Regions from separate parts of the Danio rerio genome. Here regions 1 and 2 are each linked to region 3. Evidence: chromatin contacts called from public HiChIP or PLAC-seq data. All regions are on one chromosome and are shown on one strand. Each heading gives the region's core, a stretch centred on a gene start, on an enhancer-like site or on the middle of the called end of the contact. The rest is flanking DNA. Distances are from core to core; before and after follow the strand shown. Region 1 holds the start of stam (signal transducing adaptor molecule (SH3 domain and ITAM motif) 1). Region 2 holds the start of adcyap1b (adenylate cyclase activating polypeptide 1b). Region 3 holds the start of lpin2 (lipin 2).

Region 1 (2,712 bases), core at 152-2,651, 480 kb before region 3:
GAATACACTAAATTGGCCATGGTGTGTGTGAATAAGTGTATGTTTCCCAGTGTTGGCTTGCTGCTGGAAGGGCATCCGCTGCATAAAACATATGCTGGATATGAGAAAATGCAATGAAAAAAAAACGAATGATGCCATTTAAGAATATGGGTTTCTGCAAAAAGCTTATTATTATACATTTTGTAGAGTATTGATTATTATTAAAATATTTTAGCTTGGAATCATTCACAGCAACCTTTGTGAATCTGATTTTCTTTTAAGTCCTATAAAAATCATTTAAAGGCACATCAGATATCTCCCCTTACTAAAAAAGGTTAACCAGTGACCTACATTCACTTTGAGATTGTGTTGACCAGTCTCGCAAACAGTCAAATAGAGAACAGAGGTCAGTTGAAACATAAAAACACACCGCCCATGTTCAATATCTGCAATTTCAACATAAATACTAATACAAAACACTGAACAGTAGACCAATTCTTTACTGAAAATCCCTTATGCCATCAGACTGTCAATGACGTCTGCAGTTACTGTAATGCACATAACATACATGTGAATATAGAATCTAACCCTAACACTTCATGCATCAAAGTGCCTACATATACATTACATTAGCAGATGCTAACTGGGTTGGTTAACTGTTGCCCAGCAAAACTCACATAAGCAGGCTCAGAATACAACAAAGTTAAACACAATACAGATCTGTAACATTAATAATAGCCTACTATAGCGGATATTGTAGGAGCATACACAGCTCATAACACATAAAAGGAGCAGGCGGGGTCATTTGCAGCGTCACTGTATGCACCGTTAGCTTGAGTGTTGGATACATATATATAATAAAGTAGTAATATGTCCTAAATCGTACAATATGACCCGTGAGTACGTGTTTTTACCAAATAGTGCGCTGTCAGGGCCGTACAAACAAAGCGAGTCGACAGTCCCAGCTCCTTCGGCAACAAACTTGGCTAGCAATCAGGCTAATAACATGTTAAGCTCACGAGTTGTGAGCGTGTTGTCATGTTAATAACCTCAAGATAAATTCGCGATTGTTGATTATTCATTCACCGGAACACCATTACGGCAATGTCTCGAGTATTTCAAGTAAAACTGAAGCGATACATAAAGCCGGTGTGTTGGCGTGAACAACAATAGACACAGCAGAGCTCCGTTAGCTCGACCGCTAAATGCATGACAGCTCAAACTTACCAACATCTTGATCAAATGGATTTGTCGTGAAGAGAGGCATGGCCGAGAAATACACGCTACCAAACCTAAACTCGATCCTCTTCTTGTGCTTCTCCCTGTCAGCACTTGATTAAAAGTGAATGAATAAACATAATAGAACAGAAACTCCGCTCAGTGTCGCTGACGGGAATCGGGATCCCCTACTCAGTCACTCACTCCCTGCAGTGGTGCATTCTGGGTAATACACACGCCGCACAGTTAAACATACAAACAGACGGGCATAGCCAAATAAATATGATTCCCCTGGTAAAGGATTGGTGTTTGGACGGTGGGGTTTATTAATCATGTGGTGTAAACAATGATTTATAGGAGTTAAGGACAGTTCGGTGACAAATCATATGACTTGATCATCACATGGTACGACAGGCTCTCTGACTCAGCAGTCACGAGATTATATTTACATTCACCCCCTCTTGTTTTGTTTATTTGGTTAAAAATCTAAATTTGTGATTTTTTTCATTATTGGGGAATTAAGACAACTTGTTGTTTATTCAAACTACAATTAAGACTGTGAGGGGAAATTGTTAGAACTAAAATAGAATATTGGTGTGGGGAAATTGTAGTAATTTTTCAGAAACTGAGCTGTGGATGTGTTCATAGTGCTTTGCAATGGCATTATATTTGTATAAGTAATAAACTATGAATTCAAACGGACTTACCTTCAAACATAGGGGCTTCCAAAAATATATTTTTGAGGTTACATTTCCTGATCTAAAAATACCTCATGCATTTATACAAGTTTAAAATGTAGTTTAAAAATGTAAAACCATAAAGTTAAATAAATACTATACCTTCAAATGTTTGGGCTCTTTATAATGTTTTAGAGCAGGGGTTCCCTAACTTTTCAGCACGCGACCCCAAAATAACAATGCCAGTGACTTGTGACCCCCACATTCCTCAGAAGTGTAATAATAATAATAGGCCTATATAAACATGAGCGTATTGACAACACGAAAAAAGTGCAGCAGTCTAACAACCATAGGCTAGAATTTATTTGGTGAATGAATGAATTTATTTATTTAACAGGGACAATGCACAAAAATTACATTAACCACAGAGGAAAGATGCATTGTGCCAGGTTGTAGCAGGATTGCTAATTTCCAACTGCAGTCCCTGGACAGGTTAGAATTAAAACAATGATATCCAATTAGTTAAAAAGTCAGATTAAAACATTCAGGCACAATCGCATATAAACTAAAACCCTGACAACTCAAAAACATCTCACTCAGTGTGTACAAATTTGATTTCACAAAAACCACCTCCTAGTCAGGAGTGAAAACATCATATAATTTGTACATGTGATTATTTCTGTTGGGACAGAATTCCATAGATTTGAGGCTTTATAAATAAAAGAGAATTGACCAAAAGAGGGGCAATACATTCCCCTTTTACCATAGAATGCGTCACTTGCGATGTTTTCTGATTTGGAATTTAAAATAATTTTTTAAACGATGGAGCAGAAAGATT
Region 2 (2,966 bases), core at 152-2,651, 350 kb before region 3:
AATCTATTTATAACGATGAGCAAGGGTTAAATAAATTCAATAATCAGGTAAAAGAAAGAAAAAAAAACAACAGATGTTTAACCCCGTTTCAACCAAACCCAAACGTAATAGCACAATTTAAGCATAACTTACTCATACAGCAACATAGATCTAAAGTTTCAGTGACCACATCTTTGAACATCTTTTTCAAATGTTTCGCTAATCACTAGTTATAAAGATTTTAAAATTAAAGTCTTTTGCACATAACTCGTGCGGTAACTATAGCAACAGCACGTTTCAGAAGACATAATGTAGGTCTGTATCGACAAAGCATAGCCTACTGTCGCATTATATCACTTCATTAGCGTTCACACCAAACGTATTTTATTATAGACAAGTTTACATAAAACCAAGGCTAAAAGACGCAGACAGATGATCCGGACATCTGAAATCAACTTTGGCAATACGCATTTATACGTAGTGTGTGAACTGGAACACTTGGTGGCAGTATTGAAGTAAAAACAGACCTGAGATGATCTTGAACCCAGGCTCAGATTCATTGTTAAAATAAATCACGCACTGTGTACGAAATGAGTGAGTATACATACCAAGCGGTGACTTATAGTTTCGTCATACGACGTCAGAGTTCACTGATCGTAAGCATGAATTAATTCATAGCAAAGCTATGGTCGTGCACGACTCCAAACTTCGTCATATGTGTGCGGACAGGCCAGTGAATACACTTGGGATCTACTCTGCTCATAAAACCTTGACAAATCCACGTATTCTACTTGATTAAAATACTTATATTAAACTTTATGTTATAAGTGGAAGAAATACAGATGTGTCATCCTGAAAATAAATATATATATTCCACAGATGCAGTAATTTCCGTTTACAAAAAAAAAAGCCATGACGCATATGAGACCAAAATAAATAATTGAATCTGTTATTAATTGTTTCTTAAAATAAAAGTATACATTATTGTCAGGGCAGAATTCAGAATATAACACGAGCAAAAAAATATATAAGCTATATGAGGTAGCGTTACATATAAACTAAGCTATTTCAGAACCGCAGTGGTGGACAGCTCTCGAAGACGTGACCCCGTGACAAATGTGGCGTTATTGAACAAGGCACTTTTTGTTTGTCGTGTCCACCCTCTATTGCCCCATCATTGCAGTGCCTGAGTGTCAGTGTGGAGTGACTGATGTGGTTTGGGACCTCGACACAACCCATGGACCGGTGATCCTAATTGGCAGTCACATTGTCATGTCAAGTTGAAAAAAGTTGCAAAATGTCCTTTCTCCCGAAATTACGTTTAGAGGAAAGTTCCATTTGAGGTGTATGTGTGTGTGACTCGTTCATCGATGAGGAAGGAACTGTACTATTATATCCCGGGAGGAAGGGTTGATGACGTCTGTGGCATACTTAATGTGACTTATTGAAAAAAAGGCAAGACTCCCTATTCATGGATAAAAATCCGTGGTAATCGGAGCACGGCAGAAAAAAAAGTTTTGTAAAAGGATATGTAGACAAACGAGTGCTGCTGATTTCATCGAGGTTTTGTTTGCGAAAGTGATTTTGTTTATATTGGTTATTGTATAAAAGTGAAGGGGTTGAACCGACGAGCACAGAAGCAAAGGACGGTGGCGCTTCAGGGAAGAGGTGCTGTGAGGAAGATCTCTATCTCTCTCACACAATCACAGCCGCACCCGAGTCGCATCCAACAGCATTTCTATCTACCTACTCTGCAATAGGTAGGTTAAACCCAGGGAAAAGGCGTTTTTATTCGGTTTAAACCAAGGAATTGTGATACGAAGACGCGAGAGCAACTGGATTTTGTTTTTTCTAAAAGATTATCAGCCGCTTTTATCGTTTGCCACACCGGGAGAAGGATTCTGTTGCGCATGCATGGCAATCTTTAAACTTTTCAGATCATCTTACGAGAGGAAAATATGAGTAACAAAGTATCAGTTTTGCCTTTCTGGATTTTTTAGGCTTTCTTAACAAAAGTTCTTTGCGTATTACTGTAAAACAAGCGCTATATAGGCGTCGGATAAATCAATGATTAAAAAGAAATCATTTGGACTACTCTAAATGAGTGTGTTATATTTTTAAGTTATTCATTTAACTTTCTTGTATCTTTACAGCATGGCCAGATCTAGTAAAGCGACTTTAGCGTTGATCATCTACGGAATCATGATGCACTACAGCGCCTACTGCACGCCTATTGGGATGACTTTTCCCAAGATGAGGTAGGTTTATGCCTTTCTGCTCAACGATTCGTGGTTTCATTTCATGTTGAAACGAAAAAGAGACTTATTTACAGCCTAAATATCCTACTCCAAAATCGAATATTGTAAGTGCGCAAAATGTATATATTTTTAATAATTATTATTTCTTAAATAGCATAATTTCTTTTTTAGATGGGAATAAAATAGGCTTTGTTGAATAATTATGTAGACTTCAAACAGTAACAAACCCAACGAGATTTCCCCCTGAGTGTTCACGCAAGGCTACAGTGCAAGCGCAATGTGGGAGGGCGTTCGCATCGCTAAGAAGGAATTTCTCCATCGGGACAGGCAGATGCAGTGTAGCTTGTATGAAAATGAGAAACCAATGAATGTAACGGGTGGCCCGTAAGATGACGGTACAGTGGCGTCACTGTACAAACCGAAGAAAAAACGAATGAGAATGCTCAGTGCGGGACCCTTTTGTTGTGTGAATTTACTGATGATTAAAAGATTATAATGTCAGATGTATTTGGTTATTTCTAGCTAACTAGTACGTTTCCACAGACACCATAAAATATTGTTTGGGCAAATATAGTGAGCTTTGTCATATTTATTTATTTATTGTTTTACTGCGAAGGGCGCATCCAAATATAATATGATATAATATTATATTCATTTAGCCTTGATTAAACTGTTTATTTTAGAACAATTAGATCTATAAATTAGCTAAGCATGAGGCATTTTCACTAT
Region 3 (2,729 bases), core at 206-2,705:
CCAGGGTTGAAAAGGTGAAGTCAGGTTATAAAACTGAAAACTTTTTTGAATCAATTCTGACCTTGAAAAGCACACCTTCGCAGAATTAACACAAATGGTTGGTACACTGAATTTACAAAATGGTTTAACCGCCTGATTTGCTTGACATTTTTTGCTTGACATTTTGCTGTGTCGTCCACTTGCATAACATAAAAAGGTAATTGAGTTCAGTTACAAAAGACAAACAAGTCAGCAAAAATAATCACAAGCATTCTCTCCTGCTGAACAAAATCTAGACGTATAAACAAAGAAAGCCAATACAATTTAGAAATGCCTATATTACAGCTCCTCAAATGTGGTCTCCTCAAATGTTGCTCAAGGTTTAATTTTTCAATTCTTTGACATTGAGAGGTAAACAACATGACTTGTCATTCAGGAGAGACACAAAGCATAGAGTATGTGTGAACAACAATGTCATAACAAGATATAGCCAGAAGCCATGTATTAAATAACAGAAAGTTATATCGGGTAACACAGTAGTAGAAAACAAAGTTAAAACAGTGACTTGCATTTAACGGCTCGACAATACTCGTTTAAAAGCAAAAGTGCTGCTCACAGTTGTAAACAAGTTCAGACAAGTTTGAGTACAGCTGTCTTTATCAGCACTAATGCTCACTAATACCACATGAGCCTGCGATTGCTTAACAGCCCTGGCTGTTTGTATGTCAAATTATCACAGAAAAATTGTTTATCTGATAGAAATTAAGTGACTAGTTTTGTAATTAGTCTTATTAAAAATACAAAATCATCGAAATCGCACACACACTAACGTTAATGCTCTCTGTGTGTCAAACTCCTGTCGGTCAGTGCAATGACATAATGCTGTTGTTTAGTAAAATTGCAGTCTTCTACATCCACACAACATCTCTCATCGGCATACAAGTGATGTTTGTATCTAAATGTAGCATTAGCTAGCTTCAAACGAACAAATAACCAAATTGAAGGCATGTCATGTTAGGTTTTAACGTTAATATGATACAGGGGATGATCCTGTCACAGCATCAGCATTCTGGTTAGCTCGACTAGCCGACGGGCTAAATGACACTTGCACCTATATGCTGTCAAAGCACAACGCGCTTCAGCTTTAAAATAAACATTACACACATTTACGTTGTATATTAGCCTAAAATAGTTAACGTTAACTAGGAAACGTCACGAGTAATGTTTACCTTTCAGTTGCTGCTGTTGTTGAGATACTGGACGTTTTGTCGCCGTCTGCTTGTCCGCGCCGACGTTATTCATTCATTTCAACAAGCAGCGAGTATTTACAGCTCTCCATGTCTGCCGGATCCCTCCTGATGTTTTGGTGTATCATAACACTGAGTATTTTTTTTCGGAGGGTCACTTCTACGGTACAACCACCGCGAACCGGTCAGGCAGCGGCTCACACACACAGCGGCGGCGGTTGGCCGTGACGTGACGCGACGCAGGCAGGCACTTCAAAAAGAGGCCTCTCACGTGACCCGCCAAAGCAGAATTTCCCCTGGCTAAAAATCACCAGATCAACCTCCTCAACCACTTCCTTCTAGAAGGTTGTTTGTGATTATGCTTGCTCCGTACCTATTCAGTCGACAAGCGGTTTCATTTTCATTATCATGCTCTCTTATCATGCATAAATATGATGTAAACTAATTTGAAACGGTGCAGGTCCTTACAATTACAGGACTGGCAGGTTTAAAGGCATACACACTTTTCGCATTATAACTGGTTAATTTTATTGCATAGCACTGACTATGATCTGTATATCAGCTATGACCACAAAGCAACAAAAGCGTCTTGACTCAATAGCATTTGCATTTGCTTATCTGAAGGACCTACACAGATTAAACTGTCTTGCTGCTTACTGTATTATATTCAAACCTTACACATATTAACACATAAAATGCATTAAGCAAGATATATCAGCAGACATATAACAATAAATCATAAAACTACAAATGAGAGTATCCAGATATATATTTTTTACAGAGAAAGGATTTACCAAATCACATTGGCTATAGCAACCTTTACCCAACTTTAAATTTCTGTTGTCTACAGCTGAAAGACAATTTGATTTTAATCATATGATACACTGTCTCACAAAACAGTATATTCACACTGACAATCAGTTTTAATTAAACCATGACAACAGTTGAGATACATGCTATTTTCACACTAATGTTCCAGTTTTGCTTAAAAATAAAGCAACAACCAAAGCTTTTTAATTCAAAACATTAATTTTGCTATACTCAAGTGTTTTTAATACGTTTTAATAACACAAAGCAACAAGATGCACATCTTCAGTTGCTAAAATGCTTTTCACAAATGTTTTTCACACATTAATGGTTTCAGGATTAAGAAATTATCATATTTCATTAGTTTTATAAATTAGAAATTTAAGCTGCATGTACTGGTAATTCAATTTGAGGTTATCCACTTGAGTATTTTCTTTTTTTTCAGGTTTATACATTAGCCTAGGTTAGCAGTTTAAAAGTATATGTTTGCTACCACAATCTGGGATTGATACTTCTAGAGAAACTTTTAAATGTTGGCAACCTCCAATCAACATCCACATGCCTTTACTAAAATTAAAAAAAAAAAAAGATTTATCTTGGTGTATTTCTGACATCCATTTCACCATCATCAAGACCTTAATTCATCTTCAGAACCAAAATGAAAATATTTAGTCAAATTCAAAGAGCTTTCTGCCT

Evidence for each region. HiChIP or PLAC-seq counts read pairs in DNA pulled down with a chosen protein or histone mark.
Region 1: a contact with region 3 is called in an H3K4me3 HiChIP or PLAC-seq map of embryo, with 6 times the contacts expected there. The contact joins the promoter of stam here to the promoter of lpin2 in region 3. A contact is called at or near these places in 1 of 18 Hi-C or Micro-C datasets (an unstated tissue) and 1 of 4 datasets of contacts at active chromatin or transcription factors (embryo).
Region 2: a contact with region 3 is called in an H3K4me3 HiChIP or PLAC-seq map of embryo, with 5 times the contacts expected there. The contact joins the promoter of adcyap1b here to the promoter of lpin2 in region 3. A contact is called at or near these places in 3 of 18 Hi-C or Micro-C datasets (caudal fin, fibroblasts and an unstated tissue) and 1 of 4 datasets of contacts at active chromatin or transcription factors (embryo).

Annotation. Positions count from the first base shown.
Region 1 is chr2:34,402,170-34,404,881 of GRCz12tu, reverse strand. stam (signal transducing adaptor molecule (SH3 domain and ITAM motif) 1) reads right to left here and starts at 1,401. Exons shown (of 15, transcript NM_200120.1): 1 at 1,207-1,401. The coding sequence starts at 1,246. The region is part of intron 3 of LOC141378367 (a long non-coding RNA gene); the gene reads left to right.
Region 2 is chr2:34,266,794-34,269,759 of GRCz12tu, reverse strand. It overlaps adcyap1b (adenylate cyclase activating polypeptide 1b), which reads left to right and starts at 1,401. Exons shown (of 5, transcript NM_214715.2): 1 at 1,401-1,739; 2 at 2,133-2,237. The coding sequence starts at 2,134. It also overlaps a transcript of yes1 not described here.
Region 3 is chr2:33,919,569-33,922,297 of GRCz12tu, reverse strand. lpin2 (lipin 2) reads right to left here and starts at 1,455. Exons shown (of 20, transcript XM_702758.9): 1 at 1,209-1,455. It overlaps myom1a (myomesin 1a (skelemin)), which reads right to left. Exons shown (of 38, transcript NM_001161340.1): 38 at 1,860-2,729.